Regions from separate parts of the Sus scrofa genome. Here region 1 is linked to region 2. Evidence: chromatin contacts called from public promoter capture Hi-C data. All regions are on one chromosome and are shown on one strand. The core of a region is the stretch at or near the end of the contact, and the rest is flanking DNA. Distances in the headings are between cores, read along the strand shown. Region 1 holds the start of RBM23 (probable RNA-binding protein 23). Region 2 holds the start of TM9SF1 (transmembrane 9 superfamily member 1).

What was found. Promoter capture Hi-C pulls out the DNA fragments that hold promoters and counts their contacts.
Region 1: a contact with region 2 is called in a promoter capture Hi-C map of liver, with 10 times the contacts expected there. The contact joins the promoter of RBM23 here to the promoter of TM9SF1 in region 2. A contact is called at or near these places in 1 of 5 promoter capture datasets (liver) and 1 of 47 Hi-C or Micro-C datasets (heart right ventricle).

What each region holds. Positions count from the first base shown.
Region 1 is chr7:76,118,468-76,122,044 of Sscrofa11.1, reverse strand. It overlaps RBM23 (probable RNA-binding protein 23), which reads right to left and starts at 1,320. Exons shown (of 14, transcript XM_021099252.1): 1 at 997-1,320. The coding sequence starts at 1,192. PRMT5 (protein arginine methyltransferase 5) reads right to left here. Exons shown (of 17, transcript NM_001160093.1): 17 at 2,428-2,973. The coding sequence ends at 2,821.
Region 2 is chr7:75,102,039-75,105,587 of Sscrofa11.1, reverse strand. TM9SF1 (transmembrane 9 superfamily member 1) reads right to left here and starts at 1,617. Exons shown (of 6, transcript XM_013978190.2): 1 at 1,322-1,617; 2 at 331-688. The coding sequence starts at 672. It also overlaps a transcript of TSSK4 not described here.

The DNA.
Region 1 (3,577 bases), core at 71-2,570, 1.0 Mb before region 2:
AAATCTCACTGGGTCTAATCTATCTTTCTAAATGTTCTAAAAATATTATGAGTTTTCTGGTTGGAAGTTTTCAAATTAAGTCCTAATTACTGGTCAAAGTCCATTCAATCCCATCCATTAAAACTTTGCTTTCCTCCAACCCTGCTCTGAAAAATTGCATTAGGGTTCCACAACCATGGCGCTGCATGGACCCTGTCATGCCACACAGTCAAGACCCACGTCAGCGCTTGGGTCCCACTGCTGCGGGGGCAAAGGAGAATGAAGAACCGCGGTTGGCCTGGATTGGGCATAATTCACCAAACGCTGAAGTTCCAGGGGTGATGGTAGCGCCATCTCCTGGGTCCGGTCACTGAGCTGGGCACAAGACAGCTTAATTAAGTACAGCAACAATGAAAAAGATAAAAACATTCCCCACGCTGTGTAACAAGCCAAGGCCACATTTCAAAACACGGACCTACAAGTAACCGACGGGCAGCATCTCTGCGAGGGCCGGTATCCTGATGCTGAAACCTCGTTTGTGGCCTCACTATATTCCTCTACCGCCGCCACGGAATGTGTGAGCAGTGACCAAACACGGAACGTGAAACTTCAGACACTGAGGAATAAATCTCAATTCCCTCATCTCTCTGAGTAGTGCCACTAGGGCCTGAAAACCGATCCCAAGTGTCCTCTGAGACTGTCCCTCCACAGTACGTGGGACTCTAAACATCAGCAATGTGGGAACCTGGAAAGGGATCAGTCACGGGGATCCTTGAAACAGTCTTTCATCGGTAGACACAGCCACGAGGCTGCCGATCCCTAATACAGTGCCAGTGGACAACAATTAAGTAGCGAACACTTCCAGATCAAAGAAAGCCAAAAAAAATTTATTTTAAAAGTTTGCCCCATTCTGCTCTTAACGCCATTTTCTGCCTCTGACGTAAGGGGGAGGGGCCGTGCGACAACGTCACGCATAGGTGACGTCGCGACGGGGGGACCGGTTTCGGGGTTTCTTACCAGTTCCGGGTCCCCGCAGGGGGACCCCGGTTCCTTCGGTTCCTCTGGGTGTGTCGGAGGGTGCTAAGTATGTCTCTCTTCCAGACACTCCGCAATAAAAGCACCACAGCAACCGGAGCTGCTCCACTTCCCGCAAAATGGCGGCAGCTCCACAGTCTTCCAGAACCTTCCCCGATCTGCGCAGGCGCGGAAACATTCAGGCGGCAGAACGAACCTCTCCGGTTTAGCGGCAACAGTCCAAAGTACAGATTTTCATTGGCTAAAATCCTAAGCAAGGGTGGAGCCAAGCTCAAAGGTCTCTTAGCAACCATCAAGTTCCCATTGATTGGCTAACCTTTCCAAGACTGGGGAAAAGCAGAAGCTTTAGACATCCGCCCATCGCTCTCATTGGTTAAATGGCTTGCGACAGGGCGGGGAAACCCGGCGCAGACGCGGCAAGGACTCGCCTGCCCAGCTCCCCCGCACTCCTGAAGCTAGGTCAACGCTGTGGGCGGAGCCAACGGGGAGGTACAGTGACGTCCTTGCCGGTCCCTATTCTATTTTGGCAAGACGGGGTCTCATTAAGCTTATCCAGGACGGCTTTATAGAGAGCAACTGCATTTGCTTCACGTGGGGAGGAATGCTGGGCTCCACATCCTCATTCTGTCTACATTCTCTCCTAGCCGCCGCCTTCTGTCCTCAGCGCTTGGACCTGATTAGTCGGTCAGATTAGTCTTCCACATTCTGCCTGGTCCTACAGCTCACATACCTTCAGTTCAAATCAGTGCCCCACACACCTCGAAACCACAAGAAAAGAGTTTCGCAAGTGACTCTTTGGGTGCAACAATACTCATCCCTCTAACCATAAAGAGAAGGAATTGTCCACACTCATGACCCAAGGGCTTCCAGAACCCTAAGACTTCAGCTGCCAGAAACGTAGCTGGTTAAAACATGGAGAGGGCCACGAAGTGAGAGGAATCATGTTGAGTCCTAATTTGGTATATTAACTTTATATCATTGTACCAATTTCAAATCCTTCCTCTGTAAATGTAGAACTGGATTATGTCTGAGGATTTCCAACTTTAACCCTGTGATTTTATTCAAACAAAATATGCGGCTTCTGGCTGCAGGAGTCTGGGTAACTTCCAGTATTTCTCCCAAGAAGTAACAAAGGAGCTGGCAGTGCAGCAGCTCAGGAAGGTGAAAGGGTGGCTGGCTTCACTCACTACCCCATCTTTCTTCATGGCAGCACCCTGCCCTGTCCCCAGACAAGAGCCTTATCACAGGTCCTAATGGATAAGACCGCACTGTAGCTGGACCTGGGAGTCCAAGAGTCACCACTAAGCTTCTTAAATAGGAAATAAAGCAAGGTCCCTTCGTGTCTTGGAAAAGAGCACAGGTCTGAATTTGTGTAAGTAAGGGGTGGAGAAACAGGCAGGGGGCAACAGGGTTGGAGCAGGAAAGGCCATAACTTCACTTTATTTGTATTTCCTCCTTACACAAAACCACCAAAACAGGAACAGAGATGGGCAGGGAAAAAGGCTGAAAATTTGTTCAATCCACATGTTCTCAGGGCTATTCCAGGGAGCACTTGAGGCTGAGTGCCTGTTGGAGCAGCCTCAGATCCAGCACAAACTCCTCATGCCTTAGCCAGAGGTCTTCACAGGTTGGCAGCGCAAGCCCTGCAATTCTCACCCTTTGCCCATGGCCTAAGGTAGGAAAGCTGACTGAAATGCTCCTCTCTGATGGGCAAGGCAAATCAGAACCCATGGTGTACTGCACCTTCTGTGCTACAGGAGTAGAACCTGAAGCTGCTTCTAAGGTTTTAGACACTTGCAGGCAGGGCTAGAGGCCAATGGTGTAGGAGCGGCCTGTGGGGTTGTGAATAGCAGAACAGACAGGTGCTGTCACAGCCCACTCATACCACACCTTCTTGGAATTGCTGCATCGCCAGAAACGGACACAGATGGTCTGGCCTTCACGCACTGTAATAGGCTGCTGTAAGAAGAAAGACAGGGGAGTTCAGGGTGGAGCTAATCAATTTTATGTGGCAATGTAGCTAGCTAGGTGTGGAGAGAAAATGATCAAACGTGATGTTCCAACCCTCATGAGGTTTATTTGAGGTCTATCAGAACAAATAATCAGAACAGAACAGACACTGAACAAATAATAAAAAGTGGGATGAATGCTGTGAACAGGGATGGGGTGCTATAAAGGCATCTATGAAAGGTAGCGCTAACCTAGGCTAGAAAGTCAGGGAAAGTTATCTGACAATAGGAATGTTTCATGAGACCTGGGAGATACGTTAGCTGGGTCAAGAAATGAACAAAGAACTTTATAGGCAAAGGACAAAGGTGTGAAAACCTGAAGCAGGAAAGAACATGGAGTATTAGAGGAACTGAAAGAAGGTCCATAGGACTGAAGCAATGTAATCAAGGGGACAATAACTGAAAAGGCAGGCAAAAACTAGAGCACACCATCTAATAAGGATTTAAGACCGTTTTTTAAAAAAATGGTTACTCTATAATATACAGGTTTTACTGGGATTTTTTTTGCCCCCCCCCCCCTTTTAGGGCTGCATCTGCTAGGGCCTAGGCTAGGG
Region 2 (3,549 bases), core at 368-2,867:
AGAGCCAGTTGGAAATGCCGAGAGGTAGGAGTGGGAAGACATGACTACATAGGAGTGATAGTTGGTACCCTACTACCAACAGAGAAGCTCTGAGTCTGGATCCCTGGGCACCAACATCAGCTCTGCAATTTACTATCCCTGTAGTCCTGAAAAAGTTACTATGTTTCTTTGTTAATCAAATGCAAATATACCATTTCCCCTGCCTGCCACAAGGGGTTGTAGTTATTATCAACTCGGCCCATTTCCACAAAGCTGCTTTGCAAACCGTAAAGGCACGTTATTAGTCCCTGGCAGGGAGGGCTAAGTTCTAGTCAATGTGGAGAGGCTGACCTGCGCGGAATTGAGCTGCATGTGGCATAGAATTCTCTTCTCCACATTCTCCCGAAAGCGGATCTCGTACAAAGACTCAGCCATTCGGTCCCCATCCAGCACTTCACCCAGGCTAAGGCTTTTGTGACGAATCTTCTCAGGACAGCATACTGGAAGCTGATAGTAGTGGTAAGTCTCCTGAGGGTTATGATAAGGTCCCACTTTGTTGACATACAGAATGACGGGGTCGCCGGCCTTGTAGTGTGTCACACCTTCCACCCCTGGCTCACGGCCTGTGCCCAGCAGCAGCAAGAGTGGCAACCACCGGCAGCTCCAACTTCGAAGGTGCCCTAGAACTGTCATCCTTAGGCAGCGGAACCTGTTTGGGGGAATCCTGCAGTTATCGGAACCAGGGTCAAACGACGCCCAATGGCTCCAATTCCTCCCCTTGGCCCTTCCGACCCTCCCTCAGGAGGCCACCTCCCCAACCGCCACACCACACCACGTCTCTAAACCGAACACTGGGCTCTGCCTCTGCTCCCTAGTCTTCTCAACCTGGGGTACCCCCTCTGCTAGCCCTTCTGCTCCGGACCTCCCCGCGCGCCCCAGCCCGTTTCCATGGCAACGCCACGCGGCCTCGCACCTTCCCGCCGCAGCCCCAGGGTGCTCTCCGCGCGGGAAGGGCTGGCCGAGGCGCCGCCAGCGGCCTCTGCCGCCCCGCAGCAGCCCTTGCGCTCTTGCCGGGGTCTCCCCCAGAGCGGCGCGCTAGCGGGGGCCTGGAGAGGACCCGACGACTGACCTCCACGGGGCTGGCCGCTGCAGTGCCTGATCGCAGCGGCTGCGATCACACCGCGAGACACCGCTCCCAGCTCACTTAAGGGTTCTGCAAGGAGCTTTCCACTGCCAGAGGCCGGGCCCGGCTCTGGAGCCCCCGCGAGGCTTGCCTAGCCTGTCGCTTGGCAGGGGGCCCTCCAGGCGATCGGAAGGGCAGCTCAGGACACGTCAGTCTTACCACTTCCGCCTTCACCCGCGGGGACCTCGGCCCCTTCCTGGAGCCAGCAGGGGGCCACGCCCCCCCCGCGGCCGTTGCTGTTCCAATCCTTCCCGCTTTCCCCGGGAGGGGGCTGCGGTTGAGAACTGGCTTTGGGGACACAGACGCCCCTTTTGGATAAGAGTCGCCGCCAAGCGGGCCGCCTGTTCCCGGCAAGGTTTGGGTTGGACGCCTGAGAACAGTTCCCGCAGCGCGCCCAGTGACTACCCAGGACACCGAGCCCGGGCGGCGGCTGCGCCCACACCTGGTGTACGTCCGAAGCATTTGCGGGCTCAACCAATGGGACTCGCCACCCACTGCTGAGGCCAAGCCCCGAGAGGCGGTTCAGGGCCCCCAGCCCGGGCGGGTGTGAGGCTTTGGGCGTCGCTATGCTAGGACAGCGAGGACACAGCCCATGAAAGGATCGCAGAGTCTGGATCTCACCTGACTATTGCTCTACCAACCGTCATGAGTGGCCTCTCGCCCCAAACCAAATATGTGATACATCTTCCGAAGACTGTACTGGAGCCATGATCTTTTAACGACCGTCCTGTGTCCAGCGATAGCTGAGCCTGGGCCAGGTCTGGTGTAGAAGCACGCAAAGAAATAGGATGTTTGCACTTTTACCCCGTGAGTTGGGCACCCTGACACTTAATGTAAATTGCAGGTAAAGAATCTCAACATGCTTTGATTTCTGTGTCTTTATTTTTATTTACCTGTGTGTATGTGTTTGAGCCTCGCTTAATTTTGTTTTTTGGGTTTGTTTGTTTTTGCTTTTTAGGGCCGCACCCGAGGCATATGGAGGTTCCCAGGCTATGGGTCTAATCGGAGCCTACACCACAGCCACAGCAACGCCAGATCCAGCAGTGTCTGCAACCTACACCACAGCTGACAGCAACGCCGGGTCCTTAACCCACTGAGCGAGGCCAGGGATGGAACCCGAAACCTCACACTTCCTAATCAGATTCGTTTCCGTTGCGCCAGGATGGGAACTCTGCCTTTCTTAATTTTGTATCGCAGATTACTCTGGAAAAGTTTACACTCATTTGTCAAGGGATCTGCCATTAGGCAAATTACCCTGGAGATCAAAACCCAGGACTGTGACTTCGTTTGGCCCCCTGGGAGCAACATGTCGGGAAGCTGACTTAGGGGTCCCTCTCCCTGAGTAAAGACAGCTACAAGTCTCGAGTTGCTTATGGCTTGAAAAGTCCTTCATTTACTCACTTCAGCCCTCCTCTCCACAGGAGGAGGTTCAGATCCTGGAAGTAGGAGACTAAGATTTTTGGACAAAGAATTTTGTAATTAGAAAAGTAAGCTAGAGTGGCTTTGGGATAGTCTTGTATATGACAATCATCTGGTCTCTAAACCTGGGCCTCTTTCACAATTAACCACACCGCCCCACCCCCACCCCACCGCTAAAATCAGTGCCACCAAGGTTCCTCTGCTTTTCTCTCAAATATCTTCGAAATTGCTCTCCATGCTGCCTAGGTTCTGGCCCCATGCCCTCACTTAAAATATGACAACCATCTTGCTAGCCTCTTAGTCACCTCTCCCCTTGGATCCATTTTCCACACTGCTGCTGTAAGGATTTTTTTTCTTTTTTAATCTTAAGGATGTCCTATTTCCTGCAGCAGTGATTCTTTTTTTTTTTTTTAATACAAGTTTTAAATGTTACTTTCCATATGCAGTTATTACAAAATATTGGCTATATTTCCCATGTTGTGCAATACATCCTTGAGCCTATCTTACACCCAATAGTTTGTACCTTGCATTCTCCCCCTATATCGCCACCCCCACACACTCACCCCCTCCCCATATCCACTAGCTTATTCTCTTATACCTGTGAGTCTGCTTTTGTGTTATATAAATAGTTTGCAATAGTGGTTTTTAAATCCTGTTGTGCATCATACATATTCAACTAGAAACATTAAAAACAGGTGCTTGGGTTCCACCAAATCAGGATCTTGGGGAAGGAGGGGACTGGGCATCTATTTTTTAACAAGCTATGATTTTGATGCACACCAGAATTTAACTATGAGTAATATAGGAGTCCAGAAAGTTTGGCATATTAGCCCTCCCAGACATGGATCTAAATTACTTCTCTGGATACCTTTCCCTCTGGAACCCCATCCAGTTTTAAATTGAAACCTTTTTTTTTTTTTTTTAAATGGCTGCACCCAGGAGCTCCCGTCGTGGCTCATTGGTTAACG